Regions from separate parts of the Mus musculus genome. Here all the other regions are linked to region 3. A link is a contact called in public promoter capture Hi-C data. All regions are on one chromosome and are shown on one strand. Each heading gives the region's core, a stretch centred on a gene start, on an enhancer-like site or on the middle of the called end of the contact. The rest is flanking DNA. Distances are from core to core; before and after follow the strand shown. Region 1 holds the start of Kdsr (3-ketodihydrosphingosine reductase). Region 2 holds the start of Bcl2 (B cell leukemia/lymphoma 2). Region 3 holds the start of Relch (RAB11 binding and LisH domain, coiled-coil and HEAT repeat containing). Region 4 holds the start of Serpinb8 (serine (or cysteine) peptidase inhibitor, clade B, member 8).

Evidence for each region. Promoter capture Hi-C pulls out the DNA fragments that hold promoters and counts their contacts. Capture Hi-C pulls out chosen DNA fragments and counts their contacts.
Region 1: a contact with region 3 is called in a promoter capture Hi-C map of pre-B cells, with 5 times the contacts expected there. The contact joins the promoter of Kdsr here to the promoter of Relch in region 3. A contact is called at or near these places in 18 of 39 promoter capture datasets (the 3T3-L1 cell line, 3T3-L1-derived adipocytes, the C10 cell line and 12 more), 9 of 484 Hi-C or Micro-C datasets (B cells, CD8 T cells, the N1E-115 cell line and 4 more), 11 of 115 datasets of contacts at active chromatin or transcription factors (T-cell acute lymphoblastic leukemia, astrocytes, differentiating embryonic stem cells and 6 more) and 2 of 9 other capture datasets (adipose tissue and liver).
Region 2: a contact with region 3 is called in a promoter capture Hi-C map of pre-B cells. The contact joins the promoter of Bcl2 here to the promoter of Relch in region 3. A contact is called at or near these places in 12 of 39 promoter capture datasets (the 3T3-L1 cell line, 3T3-L1-derived adipocytes, the C10 cell line and 6 more), 1 of 15 datasets of contacts at CTCF or cohesin (large pre-B cells), 2 of 484 Hi-C or Micro-C datasets (nephron progenitors and uterus), 9 of 115 datasets of contacts at active chromatin or transcription factors (the SCID.adh cell line, T-cell acute lymphoblastic leukemia, astrocytes and 6 more) and 2 of 9 other capture datasets (adipose tissue and liver).
Region 4: a promoter capture Hi-C map of liver shows a contact between it and region 3, with 5 times the contacts expected there. The contact joins the promoter of Serpinb8 here to the promoter of Relch in region 3. A contact is called at or near these places in 7 of 39 promoter capture datasets (the 3T3-L1 cell line, 3T3-L1-derived adipocytes, the HPC-7 cell line and 3 more), 1 of 115 datasets of contacts at active chromatin or transcription factors (bone marrow-derived macrophages) and 2 of 9 other capture datasets (adipose tissue and liver).

The regions. Positions count from the first base shown.
Region 1 is chr1:106,757,380-106,762,318 of GRCm38.p6, reverse strand. It overlaps Kdsr (3-ketodihydrosphingosine reductase), which reads left to right and starts at 2,577. Exons shown (of 10, transcript NM_027534.2): 1 at 2,577-2,775. The coding sequence starts at 2,668.
Region 2 is chr1:106,711,891-106,716,693 of GRCm38.p6, reverse strand. It overlaps Bcl2 (B cell leukemia/lymphoma 2), which reads left to right and starts at 2,404. Exons shown (of 2, transcript NM_009741.5): 1 at 2,404-4,389. The coding sequence starts at 3,814.
Region 3 is chr1:105,661,669-105,666,565 of GRCm38.p6, reverse strand. Relch (RAB11 binding and LisH domain, coiled-coil and HEAT repeat containing) reads right to left here and starts at 2,705. Exons shown (of 29, transcript NM_173187.4): 1 at 1,933-2,705. The coding sequence starts at 2,458. It overlaps Pign (phosphatidylinositol glycan anchor biosynthesis, class N), which reads left to right and starts at 2,890. Exons shown (of 31, transcript NM_013784.3): 1 at 2,890-3,066.
Region 4 is chr1:107,587,874-107,593,118 of GRCm38.p6, reverse strand. Serpinb8 (serine (or cysteine) peptidase inhibitor, clade B, member 8) reads right to left here and starts at 3,113. Exons shown (of 7, transcript NM_011459.4): 1 at 2,832-3,113.

The sequences.
Region 1 (4,939 bases), core at 1,328-3,827, 1.1 Mb before region 3:
CCTTACTGGGACACAATATCACAAGGTGTTCTTTGGTGAGATTTACTCTACAGATAGCCAAATATAGAGAAATAGCGTTAAAAGCCTCTGGCTTCCCTGTGGACCCTTCAAGTATTAGAGGTTTGTTTTACTGAAGTGAGCTTTGCCCAAAGGCTAGATGTTATCTACTTATCAGAATTCATTCTTATCCAAGAAGTAAGTTCTTTCTTTGTTTTTGGGAGGCTTAATAGGGATATCTTTGTTTAAGGGAGGCTGGCCAAACAGGACTTTAGGGTGGGGCTGATGATGCCTGCAAGATGAGCAAAGTTATTTAGGACTCCCACTATATTGACTTCTTTCAGTCAAGGCTATATACTTAGATCACAATCAAAATTCTGGACATGGAATGCAGGTGAGTTTCCTTGGCTGCAACACTAAGCACATTGCCATTTATCAGGCCTGCCAGAGCTCATGAGAGCTTCTCTCTGAAAAAGAACAGCAATTAAAAAAGAAAAAAGAAAGAAAAAAAAAGAGTCAAAAGACTGGGTCTCAATGCTAAATTCCAGCTCTATACAGTCCAGTTCATCATCACATGACCTGTCGGAATGATACCACTTTAGGCTCATAGATCCCCCTTGGACTCCACGTCTCAAAGAATGACACTTCAAGAGGGGCTTTAAAAGCAGCACACCAAGTCTATGGGAGGCTACAACAGTAGCTTTGTGTTTGAGCCCTCCCACCTGCCCTGGGCACTGTTTCTTGGTGTACTGATCTGTTTCCTTCCCTGTGATAAACATAATCAGGAGTGTGACAGCTTTTCTGGAGCACTACGAGTCCATCCAACAAACTTCCCTTCAACCAGAGGGGTTGGGAGCCCTTCAACTTCCACCTAGTTTTACAGGTCCTGGGAATTGTTCCCTCACATCTATGAACTAACACTGGGCACAGATCAATAAAAGAAAAAGATTAATTCCTTTTGCTGTTTGTAACCACAACTACATTTCTTTAAATAAAAAAAAAAAAAAGGAAAAATATTTACCAAAAAAACAAAACCCACTATGGAAAGGTTTTAATAATCCTGAGGAAAAGAGTTTTGGAGTAGAGGGTTTGAAAGTCTGGAGTTGACCTAGCTGAGTGAAAAGTTATGCTACTACTTAAGAAAATGGTCTGGCAGAGCCCTTCAAATGCTGTTGCAGAGTGGCTTGAGGGCCAGCGATGAGAGAGCCAAAGCATGCACACTCAAAAGCTTATATGTGAAAGTACATAGATTTGGGATTTAATACCTTACTGTGACACAATAGCACAGGTTGTTCTTTGTTACGATTATAATACAATATGGATAGCCAGCTATATTGAGAAATAGAGTTTAAAATCTCTGGCTACCCAGTGAACCCTCCAAGTGTTGGAGGTTTGTTTTGCTCAAATGAGCTTTGGCCAAAGGCTAGATGTTAGCTTTATATCATCCTAATCCAGAAAGTAAGTTCTTTCTTTGCTTTGGGGAGGTTTAATAGGAATGGCTTTGTTTAAAGGAGGCTGGCCATACATGACCTTACCAAAAATGTATTCAGTGAGTGTGATGGTGAACGCCAAGACATACTAGTAGAGGTCAGAGGACAACCTACCTTGTGGGGCCAGAGGGATCTAGCACAGGACTTAAAGCTTTCTAGCAAAAGACCTTCCTTCCTTTTGGATCCAGTAGCTTTTTTTTTCTTTTGTTATTGTTTTGATCAAAAAGTGATGAGTGAAAAAATAATCTAGCCTACACTAGGATATTATCAACAATAAAAAGAAATTAAATACTGATAGGTACAGTATGGAAGAATCTTAGTATGCTAAGTCAAAGAAGCTAGGCACTGCAGAGGGCATATTATTAGAACTCCACTTGTATGAATAGACAAGTCCAGAGAGCTTTGTGATTGCCTATAACTGCACCATTTAAGAGAAAATGAGCTGGGCGTTGTGGTGCACGCGTTTAATCCCAGCACTCGGGAGGCAGAGGCAGGTGGATTTCTGAGTTCGTGGCCAGCCTGGTCTACAAAGTGAGTTCCAGGACAGCCAGGGCTATACAGAGAGAGAGAGAGAGAAACTGAACTGTGACTGTTAATGACTATAGGGTTGCTGTGTAGGGCGACAAAAGACTGTGGCGATAGTTTAGACACTAAACTAAAACTATTTTAAGTCGGTGGACCAGATGTTGGAATTAAATCTCTACAACGGTGGCTCCCCGCGCCTCCGCGTTTGCATCTGCTTTGGTTACAGGATGTATGTACAGTTTTCAGCGAAATTCAATTATCAGAAATCCAAGTCAACGCTCAAAGCGAAAGGGAGCGGTGACCATTTTCTGAGTGAGCCATAAATACACGAACTGGAATCTGTGATTTCAAAGAAGAATACCAGGACTTAGGCACAGAACAAAATCCGTGGATCCAAAAGCCACCGTTTGCAAGCCTCCCACGACGTTGGCGGGCGGGCCAACGGGGAGGCCAAGTACCCGGAGCCTACGCACGCACAGCCTGCGCAGCCGCAGCCTGAAGCTGAAGGGGGCGCGGGCCCAGGAGCTAGTCCGACAGCGGAGACCGCCCCGCCCAGGCTCCTCCTCTTCCCTTCGCCGCCGTCCCGCCCTCGCTCGCAAACCCAAACACTCCCGGCTGCTGGTGCATGTGATCTCCCAGTAGTCGCTCGGCAGAGATGTTGCTGTTGGCCGCTGCCGGCCTCGTGGCCTTCGTGCTGCTCCTCTACATGGTGTCGCCGCTCATCAGTCCCAAGCCCCTCGCGCTGCCCGGCGCGCACGTAGTGGTGAGTGGCCTCCTGTTGCTGAGCTTGCCCAGGACTGCTTGGCCGGCTTGGGCCAACGAGACCACGGTCCCGGAAAGGAACGGTTGAGTGGGGCGGGTTACCTACTGCCTTAGCCCCGGCATTGCCCTGCCCTGTCGGACCTCAGGAACCCGCCCTCCAAGGCGCCGGGCTACAGGGCAGTGTCGTGGAGAAGGCGCCAGCCTAGTTTCCAGGACTCAGGGGCTCTGCTGCTCGCTGATCCCCGGAGCATCCCTGTCTGCCACTGTTTGGATCTTCAGTTTCCCCAATGAGTCAACAGAGAGACTGAGAAACTTTGCCAAGGACACGGCAGTCGGTGACTAGCAGGATAAGGGCGCAAACCCGGATGGGAGTAGCCACAGCCAGGGAATCCTAAGGAGCCCACAGCAAGGAGGGGGTCTGGGCCTCTGGGGCTGGCCCAGGCAGCTGAGACTGTAGGGTGTCGTGTGCAAGTGACAAAGAGCCCCCAGAGGCTTCTAGGAAGTGATACACCTGAGGGGTGGCCTGGCAGGTTTGGCCAGCAGGCTTGTCTCTGAACTCAGCCAGGGTCTGCTGAGTACTGCTCAAGTGCAGTCCTTTCTGGCGTCAGAAGGAAGAGCTAACCAGCTTGATTAGAAGCTTAAGATGGAAGGAGATATGAGTGGTTTGGTTTGTTAAAGTCCGGAAGCTCGCACGTTCCTATGTGCAGGCTTGGCTATGCCTCCACCCCGCCCCCACAGCTCAGAGCCTCAACTCTGGCATTTCTCCTCGGTGTCCTATATAGACCCAAAACCCGAGGCACAGTGAGGCGAGGAGTTGCGAATAAGGACAGCTAGTATCCAAACCGGCAGCACGAATCTCCTTGGTGCCCTTAGGTGACTTACATGAGTGCATCCAAGTAAGTCCCCACTGCGTTGTTACAGGATAGAGTGGTTATCTTAGTATGATTTATCCCAAACAAGAATTTCTGGATGACAACATGTGTTTCCATTAATTTGTCTTTTGTAAAATTACTGATTTATTCCCAGCTGCTGCTATGCATGATGTGGAAAGAGTTATTAGAAAAAGCCAAAGTTTACAATCATGCCAAGTTGCTAAAGTTTTACATCCACAAAATCGTGACTAAAGCAGTTGAACTTGCCGGCTGAGGAAATGGCTCAGTTGGTAAAGTGCTTGCCGTGCATCATGCCCTGAGTTAGGGTCCCTAGCACCCACATGCTCACTGGGCCTATGCCTCTAACTTCAGCACTGGGGCCACAACCTGTGGATCCCTGGAGCTCACTGGATAGTTTGCCTAGACGCACGAATGATCTTCAGGTTCAGGGAGAAGCCTTGTCGCAAAAATTAAGGTGCAGGGTGACTGAAATGCCAGACACTGCCAGCCTCTGCACAGGTGCACCTACATACACAACGCTGAATCAACTTGTGCTTGTATAGCTCAGCTGTGGGGCAAGGGAGGAGAGCCAAAGTCAGAATGAAAACTAATTCGACAACTACAAGGTACTCACAACTACCCTTGGTACTTGTTCTTGTGTCCCCAGTCCCCGGCTCTTTCACAGAGGAGGTTAGGGCTGTTTCAATAGACGCATTCTTTTTCCCAACATATTTTTATTGATTCTTTGGGAACTTTACATAATGCACTCCAAAACACTCACTTCCCAGCCCTCCCAGGATCCTGCTTTAATACAATAAAAAATAATTACCGCTATGCATGTATGTATGTTTACTGGTATAAACAACATAGCATGGCTTATTCATATGGTGTCCCTATCTGCCTTTTTTAATATCTGAAGAGTAAAATGTGATTTAGTTGTGATCTGGGATCAGGAGAGTGAGCCAAGCTCTTTGTTTTTAGAGCAGTTCACATACGCTGGTGCTGTGGTGTCTGATCACAGCAGCAAAGCTTTGCTGGTCTTCTCATCCAGTAGATGATTGTTCAGTGTCCCTCCTTCTGGATGACTGAGAGTAGTGCTCCTAGCAGCAGGAAAGTTGCTGGTGCCCTTAGTAGGGCCTGTATGCTGCGCTTAAAGAGACAGTATCGTTTAAATGGTATTTGTAGTGATCAGTAACAAGGAGTGGTCAAGGAAGGGAAAGTAAATGGTTATCTTCGGGGCCCTCTGTTTAGATATAGTATACATTTAACGTTTTCTCGGCCATTGTGAAAAAC
Region 2 (4,803 bases), core at 1,155-3,654, 1.1 Mb before region 3:
TGTGTGCGCGCGCGCGCGCGTGCATGTGTGCATATATATTAATAGATGCTTTTTGTAGCTCAGTTGTACAATACTTGCCTAGTGTGCATAAAGCCCTAATTTCAATCCCGGACACCACACAAATGGGTCATTATGCATGCCTATGATCCTGGCACTCTGGAAATAGAGGCTGGAAAATCATTACATTTATCCTTTGTTACACAGCAAATTGAAGGCCACCCTGGGCTACATGAGACCCTGCCTCAAATAAATAAAGGTGGAAGGGGAGAATGGCTCCACGGTGCTGTCCAATGACAATCCATGCCATGGCATGTACTCCACCAACCCACACCATGTACACACAAAATACACCCTTTTAAACTTGGAATGAGGTAAAGATAGTGACTGAATGTGCTGTTCCCACAGTAATCCAGCAAGCCTGTGGGACTTGTCCACCCTGCACATGTGCTCTGTTCTTAAGCCCGATGTGGCAACCTGCTAGCCTGTGAACGAACAGCTTACTTATTTACTTATTAATTTAATGTATGTGAGTACACTGTCACTGTCTTCAGACACACCAGAAGAGGGCATCAGATCCCATTACAGATGGCTGTGAGCCACTATGTGGTTGCTGACACTTGAACTCAGGACCTTCGGAAGAACAGTCGGTGTTCTTAACCGCTGAGCCATCTCACCAACCACGAGTTTTCATTAGTATTTTAATTTGTAATTAATATCCTGGAGACTGTTGGGAGTTGCCACTCTTCACCCAAGGGTAGCATATTGGTACTACTCACTACTTAGGAGTCAATATATGTCTCAGTAATCTCTCTGGCTGCTGAGAGCTGATAACATAGTTATCACATAGCACAGTTTTTCTTGGTGTTTTATGTATCTATCTCTCAGCTTGATTGTTTCTGTCTGGGTTCATACAAGTGACAGTGGCACTGTGTGTCTGTGGGTACATAGACACATTATCTGTATGGCTGCATCTTCTGAAGCCGTCTCAGGTTGCATGCTGGTCAGAGCTGAGGATATCCAAAACCGTACCTATGCCGTGTTAGGGTCATGGCCTTGAAAGGTGGCAGGTATCACTCCCTGAGGTCCAGCCCCAGCCCAGTGCTGGGAGCGTTAGGAGCAGAGGAAAAACTGTCCCTGAAACTCAAACTTCTGCTGTTCTCTTCTCCTCTCTTCACTGGCCCACTGCGAGTTAGGTCTGGCCTTGGTCACCAAGTTGGGTATGCCTGGATAGAGGCTAAAAGCGCCTGGGTGCTCATGTGGTATCTGCTTGGACACCTCCAAAGTAACTCCGCATACCACTTTGACTATTCTTTAACAAGCCAAGAGCATCAGCGACTGCCATCAGTCTGCCACTGTCTGACTAAGAAGAGATGAGGAAAGACCAGCCTCTGAGGCACATCCCTTGCTGGTTGTGGACATCACATCATGCTCTTCAGAGCAGAGGAGTACTCAGACCTGTTCTAAGTTACACAGCTTGTGGTGTCTGGACAAAAGGGCCTAGAAACAAGCATGCTAACGTTGTTATTCTAAGTATTTTCATTTGTAATTAATATCCTGGAGACTGTGTTGGGAGTTGCCTCTCTTCACCCAAGGGTAGCATATTGGTACTACTCACTACTTAGGAGTCAATATATGTCTCGGTAATCTCTCTGGCTGCTGAGAGCTGATAACATAGTGTTTGGGGGTTCACATGGTTAGCTGAGGGTCTGTTTGATTTTATACACTATATGTGGTTGTATACACTACACTGTTTAAAGGGTCCACATGATTGTAGATACACTGCACTACACACACACACACACACAGAGCGACTGTGTACACACTTTATGTGTGGTTAGAAAGGGTCCATTGGATTGTGCACATTCCATGCACGCGGTTAGAAAGGGTCCATGTGACCTGCACATGCTACATAGAAAAAGTCCATGCGGTCGTGCACACTGTACACGTTGAAAAAGATCCATGCAATTGTGCCCATCCTGTTAGAAAAGATCCAGGTGCCTCGCCACAGCCTGGCCCTGGCTATAGGCACGTCCAGCCAGCAGCCAGCCCCGCAGGCCCGAGGAGGCCCCTCACACGCCCACTGAGCCACTGCCGCCCGGGAGGCCCGCGCCACCCACGGTCCGGGGCCCAGCGTAGCCCGCGGGTGGCCGCCACCCAGGCCAGCGGCCGCGGCCGGGCGCGCGCTCCCCGGGGCGGCCGCGGCGCCTTTAACCCGGGCGGCTGGCGGGCGGCGGGAGGAGGCGGCGGGCGGGCGCTCAGAGGAGGGCTTTCTTTCTTCTTTTTTTTGAATGAACGGTGACGTACGTACAGGAAACCAGGCGCTCCGGCGGAGAATGAAGTAAGAGGCCGGGCCCCCCGCCCCGCGCCCGCCCCCTTCCTCCCCGGCCCGTCCTCCCGCCCCGCGTCCGGGTCCCCGCCGAGCCGCCGCCGCCAACACCGAGGTGCCCAGGCCCTCCCCAGCCGCAGCCGTCACCGTGGAACGGGCTGCGCGGCGCAAGCACGAGGAGGCGGCCGCCAGCGCCGCCCGCAGCGGAGGAGGAGAAAGGGTGCGCAGCCCGGAGGCGGGGTGCGCCGGTGGGGTGCAGCGGAAGAGGGGACCAGGGGGGGACTTCGTAGCAGTCATCCTTTTTAGGAAAAAGAGGGGGGGCAAACCCTCCCCCACCACCTCCTTCTCCCGCAGCGCACCACACACAGTGCGCGGGCTGCTCCTTGGGCACCCGCGGCCCCAGCGCGTCCGTGCCTGCATTTAGCAAGCTGCTTTTTTTCCCGTTTCGGAAAGCGCGTTGGCCCTTCGGAGTTTAATCAGAAGAGGATTCCGGTCCCGGTCCCCCAGCTCCTCCATCGTCCCCTTGGCGTGTCTCTCTGCCCTGGAGGTCTGAAGCGGTCCGGTGGATACGGATCCATGCCTGCGCTCCAGCGTGTGTGTGCAAGTGTAAATTGCCGAGAAGAAGGGAGAATCACAGGACTTCTGCAAATGCTGGACTGAAAAATTGTAATTCATCTGCCGCCGCCGCCGCTGCCTTTTTGCCCCGCTGCGGTGCTCTTGAGATCTCTGGTTGGGATTCCTACGGATTGACATTCTCAGTGAAGCCGGAGTGTGAGGACCCAATCTGGAAACCCTCCTGATTTTTCCTCCACCTAGCCCCCAGACCCCAACTCCCGATTCATTGCAAGTTGTAAAGAAGCTTATACAAGGAGACTTCTGAAGATCGATGGTGTGGTTGCCTTATGTATTTGTTTGGGTTTTACCAAAAAAGGGTAAACTTGACAGAAGATCATGCCGTCCTTAGAAAATACAGTAAGTTCTTTGCACAGGAATTTTGTTTAATATAACTTTCCATGGACGCGTTTGAAATATTTTTTTACTTCAAGTGCATTCAAGCAAATTTCATTTCCAGACAGTTTAATGCATTTTTAAACGTGTAACTTGTAGCGGATATACCTTTCTTACCCTAAATATATAAAGGAAAACACACCTGATTTTAACTTCCTAGGTCGTCCCGCCTCTTCACCTTTCAGCATTGCGGAGGAAGTAGACTGATATTAACAAAGCTTAATAAATAATGTACCTCATGAAATAAAAAGCAGAAAGGAATTTGAATAAAAATTTCCTGCATCTCATGCCAACGGGGAAACACCAGAATCAAGTGTTCGGTGTAACTAAAGACACCCCTTCATCCAAGAATGCAAAGCACATCCAATAAAAGAGCTGGATTATAACTATTCTTTTTTTTTTTTTTTTCTTTCGGGGCCGTGGGGCGGGAGTCGGGACTTGAAGTGCCATTGGTACCTGCAGCTTCTTTTCGGGGAAGGATGGCGCAAGCCGGGAGAACAGGGTATGATAACCGGGAGATCGTGATGAAGTACATACATTATAAGCTGTCACAGAGGGGCTACGAGTGGGATGCTGGAGATGCGGACGCGGCGCCCCTGGGGGCTGCCCCCACCCCTGGCATCTTCTCCTTCCAGCCTGAGAGCAACCCAATGCCCGCTGTGCACCGGGACATGGCTGCCAGGACGTCTCCTCTCAGGCCCCTCGTTGCCACCGCTGGGCCTGCGCTCAGCCCTGTGCCACCTGTGGTCCATCTGACCCTCCGCCGGGCTGGGGATGACTTCTCTCGTCGCTACCGTCGTGACTTCGCAGAGATGTCCAGTCAGCTGCACCTGACGCCCTTCACCGCGAGGGGACGCTTTGCCACGGTGGTGGAGGAACTCTTCAGGGATGGGGTGAACTGGGGGAGGATTGTGGCCTTCTTTGAGTTCGGTGGGGTCATGTGTGTGGAGAGCGTCAACAGGGAGATGTCACCCCTGGTGGACAACATCGCCCTGTGGATGACTGAGTACCTGAACCGGCATCTGCACACCTGGATCCAGGATAACGGAGGCTGGGTAGGTGCATGTCTGGTTGAATGAGTCTGGGCTTTGATCTCAAGGCCAAGATGCGCAGGTTGGGGTGTGAGTGGATTCTGGGTCAAAATGGGCCATTGAGCAGATGAAATAAAGTCGAGTTTGTAGCTTTGCTCCCCTGACCTCTCACTCTCTTCCTCTGGGTACATCACACCCTGCCAACACTGTGTTAACTCCTGCCCGCTGGCTGTGAGGGAGCAAGAATCCAGCATTTTTGATCCAGTAGGATCTGGAGATAATAGCATCCCTCCAGTAACTCTCAGAGTTAGTTCGTCTGAGTAGCTTGCTGCAGATGTTCTGGGTCCTGTGTAAGCACCAGACCTCCAACACTCCCTCTTGACCTATGCATCTTTAGCTCCTCTGGTGGACTAACAAACTTTAAAAGGTCCATCTAGA
Region 3 (4,897 bases), core at 1,456-3,955:
GTATTAAGTTCTGGAAGATTTTTTAAAATTCTGTTAAAAAACATTCTTGGTTCCCTGTGGAGGCTTAGCTGATGATCCTGGATTGCTTTAAATCACATGCATTGTGATTGTCTTAACTTTGAGTTTAATGCTGCAGTGTGACTACCTGGATGAAATAGGAGTGATGCTCCTTTCAGATCATTCATATCCTCTCACCTTAACACAGTGCAATGTTTTCTCAATTCCTCCATTACGTTATTCTTTATCACCTCACTTGCCTTTTGTGTTAATTGGCCATTTTGAGTGAAGACCTACTCTGATTACTTCACTTGATCATATACTGAAAAAAAAACTTAACTTTTGCTCAGTTGTGTCCTGAAGCAGACATAATATATAGCTGTGGTAAAAATCAATATTATGATAGAGATCTAGGTTCAAATATTAGATCTGCCACTTAAATGATAAAATATAAAAAATATAAAAAGTCTTCATTTCCCAGTTAGTAGTCATGCCGTCAACACTCCCCCTCATTTCTGAAAAATGAGAGAGCGGCAAGAACTCCAAGCTAATAACTAAAACGAATCAAATACAAAAACCAAACAAACAAAAAAACCAAAGAAACCCTAAAGGCTATGATGTAGGTTAAAACTAAGTCTGGGCCAGGCGGTGGTGGCGCACGCCTTTGATCCCAGCACTTGGGAGGCGGAGGCAGAGGCAGGTGGATTTCTGAGTTCAAGGCCAGCCTGGTCTACAAAAGTGAGTTCCAGGACAGCCAGGGCTATACAGGGAAACCCTGTCTCATCTTCCCCCCCCCCCCCCCAAAAACAACTAAGTCTGGGATGTACATAAAGTAATATATATATAAAATAAGTGAAAATTTGAGTCCCAGTGAGATAGTTTGTCAGGTGACAATGTTAGATAATTTAGACATTATAAAAGAAGGAAATGTGCTTAGGATTACTCTGATAGAGAATTCACCCTTCCCAGTGTTATGACATCAAACTTTAGCAACTTCAAGCCTCTGGTATCATGCAAAAGTATAGACATTTAGAAATCAATCAGGCTTATTTATTAGTAAATTCCAGTTGGGTTCACAGAACCAAAGTATTAGCATTAGTATGGAAAAATTTGATGCCTCTTAAAGATGACAGTGAGAATTCTCATTAAAGCTTATATATAAATAATGACTAGGCCAGTGATTACTCTGCTAAAAATGAATGATTGTAGCAAGAAAAGAAAGAAAGAAAAAAAAAGAAAATAAGTGAGAGTCACTTATTCAGAGAAAAACAATCCTTCCCAGTGCTATGTTGAAAAGAAAGCTGGTAAAAGATCCTTGGTCTGTTTGTTCCACAGCTTTCCTGTATACGGAATACTATTGAAATTGGGGTAGTGAAACTGATTTCAAACAGAAAACATTCTATGAAGCAGACACATCTCATTTCCTTCTTTTTATTAGCATATATTAATGATACAAAATAATGGAAAAGCAAAGACAAAAGATCTTCAGTGGATTGAACTTCAGTACAGAGGGCTGACATTTCCTGTTTGTTCTTTTTCTTGAGTCAAAGAATTACTAAGAAACATTTTATTTCCTCGTAGTGTGATTCAACAGCCTGGGGAAAAAAGGAAAACTGCCTAGAGAAAAATGCCCAGGCAATAAGGAAGCTTTCTAGAGTGCCATAATACTCAATAAACTGGAAACCCTGATGTTATAGGTCCCAACACCAACGGGGAGCCAGGAGCTGTACAACACCTGCCAAAGATCGGAAACCAATGCAAAGAAGAGCTACAGCAGGATCTTTCTGTTTGCAGTACACAGGACACCTCGCATCTCACTCAACATACTCTCCCTTCTCAAGACGACCCTAGACTCAGTACCCGCCCACAATCCCCTTCAGCTGCACTCCAACTCTAATCCCCCATCTGCAGGTGTGACAGGCGACGCCTACTTACTGAGCTGTCCTCCGCCCGACGTCGTACTCGGTTCCCGACCTCCAGCGCCTCCGACGATGGAGGCGCCAGGGATCCCGGGCGCCCCCATCCCTGGGGGGGTCCCACTCTGCCTCTCGAAGTTGCCAGGATTGGAGAAGTAATCGCGCAGTCGTGGTAGCTCGCGGCCGCTCTCCAACAGCTCGGTGTGCAGCTCCAGGGCGGTCAGCAAGTATTGATCGCGCAACAGCTGAGCGGCGATGGCATCGATTGACAATCGGGCAGGGGTCTCCCCGCTGCCCCCCGGAGCCGCCGGGGCGGCGGACATCTCCACAGCGAGCCCCGGCCGCGCGCTGCTTCCCAGGGCCATGGGGTCCTGTGGCGACAGGGAGCCTGCAGAACCAGGATCTAGGCCGACCCCGGCACCCAGCCGAAGTCCTGCCCGCCGGTCCTCGGTTGCCGCTACCTCGTCGTCGTCCTCATCCGAATCACTGAGGAAAGGATTTACTCCGCTACCACTGCCACCACCTCCGGGCGCCATCGCCGCCATCTTATTCTGTCAGGAATGTGGGTGCTTCCCTGCTTGGCCCGACAGGCCCTCAGCCTGAATCCCCGTTAGGTCCCGAGAGCCGCCGACCACCTAGGCAGCCCAGGCCGACCGCACCTCTCCTCACCTAGAGCCTAGGCCGGACTGGGAGGCAGGAGCCCGGTATGCAGCAGCACCTCCCGTCTCAGCCGCTGCTGCACCAGTAGCCGACTCTGCAGGCGTCTTCCTGGTCCCTAGTCTCGCGAGAACTGGCTTGGTCCCATCTTCGCCCCGCCCCGTCCCCGCCTCAGCCCCACCCACCTCTGGCCTTGGAGTGGCAAGATCGAAGGAACCGCTCCAGGCTCAAACATAAGACCCCGCCCACAAGCTCTCGAGGATTGGCTGGAGTTACAGGACCTGGCCAGAGAGTTATCGCGAGAGCAGCGAAGGCCTGGGGCAGGTTGGGGGCGTTCCCTGGAGCAGTAGAGGTGGAGGTCGCTGAGGGGTACGATTTGGCTGTGGTTTTTGAGGGTTGAAGGGAACCCTCCCGACATCTTTCACCGCCCTGGGTCCTGCCTTCGTTCTGAGGAGGTCCCGTTCCCAAGACTGGGCCTGAGCCGGATAGTTCTCAGGTAAAGTCCCGGGACCCTTGCACTTAAGGTGTTCCCACGCCCGCTTCTCCCTTCACGCTTCAGTTTTTTGTCGCTGTTTGCTGTCACCGCCCAGATAGCAAGTGCTCTGAGCAGCGGTCAGAATCTGGCTTCTTTGCTCTTCCCTAGTTTCCCAGCCATCTGCTCTCTCCCCTGGAGATCTGGCGACGGCATGGCCTCCTTGTGGTTAAGGAGGGCGCCTTCCCGCCCCCTCCGTCCGGGAATAGGACTTAGAAAGCTGAAGGGTGCAGATAGAGCCTGGACGGAAGTTGCAACATTTGAGTTTCGAGATGCCTTTACACTCATCTGTGAACAGCCTGGTCTTGGACGACAAACTAAGTAATATGTAAACCCATGGAAATTAACATACACTTTACATCAAAGGAACTTTTCAAACTATCAGCGCTATCTCTTCAGTACAACTAAGTTGTCTGGGCCGCTTCAGTGGCCTGGTCATGTCCACTGCACTAGGACACATTCGTTGGAACAAGTATCACCTATCTTTTGTCCAAAACCATTCTTTTCCACAATCCCCTGAAACCTTGCTAAGTCCATTTAGGCTAGAATCGAGGTTTTCTTTATGGATCAATCAAATTTTAGCGATTTAAAAAATTGTACTCTGTAGAGAGATTTGATGGCCTTTATGAAACATTTAGCACATAACTATACTCGTAGGTTTGGAATATCATTTATCCTTTATGCTATTCCTTGATTGTAGTTTGAGGTGATAAGAAGTTTCCCTGTCGCTATTAGACTCCTAGCCCTCATATCTTCTATTTTGTTAAACATAGAATGCCACTTTTTCCTGGTTTTAGAATTAAGTTCTTATTAACACCAGGTCCTAACAGACAACAAAATAAATAGCCAACAGTGCTAACCATCTGCTCTGATATATATAATGAAGTATCTCCTTTATCTTTGTGGAAAATAAAAATAGAGCATTGTTATATGACCTCAGGTCTGGTTACCGGTTTACATGTAAAGTATCCCAGCAGTTAAGTGTAGGTTTTAATTTCAGTTTAATCAGTCTCACAGGAAACTAAAATTTCATTTGAATGAGGCTCTGAAATGCTTTCTTTGGTTGGTATTACTATATAGTTATTATTTGGGCTTTTTAACAGGAGCTTTTAAAGTATGTTACATGTGATATGAAGGTGGGAGGGGGAATACTGGAGGTTGGGGTGGGTGGTTTAAATGAGCATAGGAGACCGGGAGATGGGGAGAAAGTTAGCCCAAATAGTAAAAGACCATAAAGACCCTTGCTACATTGTGAAGCAATTTAAAAATAGTGTTAGTAGTAAGGATTTTTTTTTAAATAAGACTTTTAGCTTCCAATTCGTTGGACTAAATGCTGTACTGTGCTATTTATTAATGAATCTGGAAAAAAATCCTCAGTAACATGGCAATAGTATAGAATGAGCAATATTTTAATGTTTCACATTTCTTAGCAAAAGGGGGTATCAGTTCTAACTTTGATATTGTCAAAGAGATTAAAAATGTAACCAAATTTTGGAATGGAGGATTAGTGAATGGCATGGGAAAAACATGAGCAGAAATGTGTATTTTCTTCTTCTTTGTAATGGCGATGCTTAGAAATATACTTTTAGGGTGCCTGAGGAAAACTGCTCTTAAAATAATAGAAGGGCACATCATATACATATCATTTATTGTGAGACGTTGAAAATGTTTGGACCTAAATTCTCCCATCTTCTCTTACATTCATCTGCCCAGAGAGATAATGAAAGTACATAGAATTGTGAATGTTCTTGCCACAGTGCCTGGTAGCTGGTTGGCAGCAAATGTTAGTGTGGTC
Region 4 (5,245 bases), core at 1,864-4,363, 1.9 Mb before region 3:
AGCAAAAATATCTTGACTAGTAAATCTAAAGTGAAATTATTTTCAGTAAAATACTAAACAATAGCTTTAGGGTTCATTCTGAAACTAGACTATTCAGCTAATAAAATGAATAAGCATTTGGCTAACATTCATTTTACAAGTGGAGAAATGAGGACAGTGACAATTGAATGCTGTCTGGGGATTTACAGGAACACCAAGCCTTCCTCCTGCTCTGTGCGTGTGACACTATGCTTCTGCTGGGAGCATGCCACACTGTGTTCCTCCTCACGTGTGACAGATAAAGGCATTCACAGAGCACTTGTGCTACACTCTACTTTCATGGTTGTTGGAACACAGCCAAAAAAAAAAATGACCCATGGTGATGAACACTGCCTTGGAGGACTGGAAGAGATGTTCCAGGAAAAACGGGAGAAGGCCTTTTACCTTCAGTGCATTTGGTTCTCTGGATTGTTCTTAGACATGATTTTGTGCCTCCCTCATTAAACACTTACATTCAATTTATAAGACATGCTTATTCTTGTTGAACGTTGGAACATAGCTATAGAACCCAGTCTGGGGAAAGGACATACTGAATGCTTTTCTCAGTGTACCCTGAATCCGGATATGGCTTTCTGCCTTGCCTTCCTGCTTTCCTGGATATAATAGACAGTATATGCCAGGCAGTTGCATTTAAATTGGTCTGCCACCAGAAAGTTCTAGAAAAGGGTCTGAAGAGGCTCTAGGAGACTGGAGCATGGCTAACATGGTTCTGGCAGACCTTGACCTCCCCCCATTCTCTCTGCTTTGCTAAAAACCTTTAGATTATATTCATTTAGCTAGCCACCAAAGTCTAGTCCCTTATTTGGTCACTTGTTTCTCCCGAGGCTGCCCACCAAGGTCTATATATCAATGTATTGAAGTCCAGCAATCAAAAGCCTCCTTTTGGCTCACACGTGATCCATCTAAAAATGAGGTTTTCCTTTGTACCTTTATAGATCACTATTTGTCTATGGACTACATCTGTCTCTTCTCTATACAGAGGTTATACTTTGTCTATTTAGGGAAAATATTCTTTCCCCTCTCCCTTGTTCCCTTCCTCTTCCCCCTTGTCCTCTATCTTCTGTCTCCTGCCTTTATCCCTTATTCCTTGTCCTTTGTCCCTCTGAGGCAAGTAAATATCCTTTGTGCTGAAAATTTTGTCTTGGGGTACCTGTTGCCAACTTTGAGGTTCCTTTCAGGACTGCTCTATTAATACTTATTTTGTGCTTGCTGGTGTTTATTTACATGTTTTTCTGAACTCAACCAACCTTCCTTGAATCATTTTTTGCTTTGTTAACATTCTTGAAAAAGTACACTGAAACATGCTGTCTTCCCAAAGAAGCTGACTCTGACAACCTGAGTGGGAATTCTGAAGGTGGTAAAAAAGCAAAACTTCAGGCTGAGAAATTGGCAGGTACAAAAAAGAATGCAGCAGATCACATCTGTATGGTATTTAGGGGTGTGATCTATGTGGGATCCTGTGAGACACAAGGGGGAGATGAGTCTCTTTTGCTGAATTTGTGAGTATAAGCATAGACTGGGAGCTGGAAGCCATATAGAGTTTTTCTACCAAGCATGTTACATGTAGCTCTTGGGCTTGAAGAAAATGACACAGCTCACTATTGTGTGTGGAAAGGGGCTGGAGAGTCTTTTGGTAGGCCACCATGATGGACCAGTGAGTGTTGATACAGATGAAACCCTGGAGAAGTAGGAATTGTCAGACAGAGTGATGGCTGCACATTACAAAGAAGGGAGGAGTCCAGAATCAAAAATAAAGTTCCATGCTAAATGTTTACTTAGATTGGGTCAAGAATCTTAGCAAGTTCCTATGAAGAATTGGCTTGGAATGGGGAAGGTGATGCATTCCATTTGAGATGTGTGAGACACACCAGGTCATCTGAGGCTGTAAGGTGACAGCCAGTGTAGTTTGGAAATAAAGGTAGGGCTAGAGATGAGCAGACATTCCAAAGCAAGAGTTAGGGGCCCTGGGGATCTGGAATCCAAGACAACCTAAGCTAACAGATGAAATGGTTTAGATCCTATGAATGGTGGAGGTACTGTAAGAGAAGCCCACCTTACTCTAGGTGCTGTCCATGTAAAAGGAAGAGAGAGAAAACACAAATAAAACCAAAATCATGACCTCGGGATCAAGGAGTTATTGGGAGAAGCCGGAGGATATAACTGTGTGTTCCACAGATACACAGCCTAGATTAGGAGCCCATGATATGAGAAAGAGAGCCCTTGGGAAGAAGTCTGGACCTAAGGTGCAGAGCTGTAGGGCGGGTGCCTGAAAACTGGAAAGTGGGGAATTTAGCTGAAGAGCAACCATTACACAAGTTAAAGGATTGTAGGTAAAAAAGAACTGTTTCAAGTTGACAAGAAGTAATTAATAAACAAAAGATAAAAGAACTTTAAAAAGGAGGGGAGTGGCTAGTGGAGTGGATAGGTGGGTGGGAGAGAGAGGTCAGAGACAGGAAATAAAGAAGGCTTTAAGCTGCACAGTGGAGAGGACTTGTATTTCTGCCCCGAAGGAGCCAGCACTGCAAACAAGTGTGAGGCTCCAGGTAAATTCCGGACATGTTGCAGGTTGCTCCCTAGCCTTATTTTTGTACCCTTGGCTTCTCCCAGTCGCAGTTAGAAAAAGCTCCAGCGCTCCCTAAAGGAAATGAAAGCCCAGGGCTTGAAATAGCAAGTGTCAGGCGCCCAGCCAATCACTAGAAGCCGACAGCAGGTTTGCAACTCAGGGTGCCCATGCCTTCTGTCAGCTTTGCTGAGACACACCTGACCCCTAACAGCCCAACCGCACTTCTTACCTCTCTGTCACTGGAGTCCTCTGCTAACTCCTGGGCTCTTTAACTTTGGTGAGATCCTGGCCTTTCTCCTTCTTGGCTTCTGTCCAGGTTCTTCAGTGCCAGTATCTATCCTAGGCCCCCGGGGTCTGAGAGGTTTGAGAGCCTCTCCCACAGCTTCACCTTGAAGATACCTGCTGCTGTGGCTGATCCTGCTGCTATTCTTGCTTTGTGGATACTTAAAGTCTGTCCTGATCCTCCTGATCGGGGCAAGGCGCCTGTCGGGTGACTCAGAACATAATGCACAGACTTGAACACTCTGTGACTCACACTTCCCACAGTGGGATCTGGGAGGAGCCAGAGCCTGGCCAGGCAGCTTCTTGGGCAGGGGTGGAGTAGGTTGGGGGCTGGGAGGGTGGGAAGGTGGTGGGTGTCAGCTGACACTTGTATTTGTGTTTGATTATGTGAATGCAAGAGCCGGTTGGCAGTTGGAATTTAACTTTCAAAATTAACCAAAGGCAAACCAGGAATCGCAACTGCTCTCAGGGCAAAAGCAACTGTTTTGCTTGGCAACCTAGCTTTTGGCATGCATCCTCAAAATTAATCACATGATTATATGCTAAATGTTAATCACAAACAACTGTTGTAACACACACACTTTTTTTTAAAAGCAAGAAGGCTTGAAAATTAGGAATAAACACATTTTTTACTGCAAAAATTCATGTACTTTTTTGGAGACCTGAGTGGTTGTGTGTGCGTGTGCGTGTGCGTGTGCGTGTGCGTGTGTGTGTGTGTGTTTGTGTTTGTGTGTGTTTTAGTTGGATATTTTGACAATGATTTGAAGACCTGGTTTAATTTTGATTTATTAGTGACTGGATTGTTGGCTATACTGAAGAAAAGACATCTCAGGAACTGAGCTGATTAAAATGAAATGCAAGCTTTCTTTCTTAAGCCTTTACCCTTGGTTTTTAATTTCTACGCTAGCTCATTTGTTTGGTATTAAATATTCAAAATGTTAAGAACATTTTAAGAACACTGGACTTCTACTTGGAAGATCATTATGAAGGTTAGAAGGTAAATTTCCAAGCCTCCAAGACTTATGTGTTCTAGCCATCAAAGCATATGACCATGTGAAGATCAAGTAAGTTATTCTTAAGATGGTAACTACGGTTTCAAAGAACAGTTCATATCTCATTGACTGAACAAAAGAGCCTTTATCTGCTAGGGGATCAATTGTGCTTTTTAACAAAAGCATTCTCCATATATTCTTGGAGGCACTTAACCAACACAGAAAAGTTCAGCATACTTAGATTGGTGGCCCTTAAAAAACAAGAACTGAACAAGGATAACAACAATAGACATGCCAGAATAGAAGGGAATCTCCAACCCCACACAGAGAACTCCAGACAACTAATGAGCTCTGAAATGGGAGACTCTGCTCTGGGGAAGAGCCGACCATCTGGTCATTCAGAAACAGATGGTCAGCCCTGGAAACATACATATGAGTAACATATAGACTCAGCAGTTTGTCTTTTACATAGTTAGGAATATATATGTATGTACATATACACATGATAGTGGTGAAAGGAAAGAAATGGCTACAAATCTGAAAGAGAGCAGGGATGGTGTATAGGAGTTTTTGGATGGATAAAAGAAAGATAAGGGATAAATGATGTAATATCTCAAATAAAAATTATATTTTAAAATCTGCAAGTATGTGATTATTTCCTTTTAAAAACACTCATAGAAGCCTTGATGTTTACCAAAATAGGTTAGTAGTTGTTGGGCTACTTACACAACACATAATCATCTCTAATCATTGCTTTTGAATCACAGCAGTAATACTCAATGCCAATCTTCCCTTGCAGTGCCCTGCTGAGAGAACAGGAAAAGCTCTCAGCACTGTTCATCATAGAGCAGGGCTTCTCCCTCTGTGCCCATGCAGACTCCAAGCCAAGGTGCAGTACAAAACCATGTTTCTTGGTTCTAAAGTCTTTGGAGCTGTACTCTGCTTCTAGAAAGGGACTGGAAAGCCTAACATACAAGAAATATAGGCACAGACACTAAGATTGAGAGCATCATAACCATTTTGAAATGTAATCCTTGCATATATATATATATATATATGTATATATATATATGTGTGTGTGTGTGTGTGTGTATATATATATGTATATATATATATACATATATATATATATATATATATATATATATATATATATAAAATCACCACCACTACTAGTCAAAGTATTATTCCTAGGAAGTATTAAAAATGAACTGCAGCCCTTGCTTGCCTTTAAACCTAAGTAGAACAGATAGTCCCAAGGTACGTGACTATGCCAGGAAGGCCTTACTCTCAAGCACACTTATCTAGAATTAACTCTTTTCTTCTTTGTGGACTTATGACTAGCTATCACCTCCCCTCTTTTTACAAT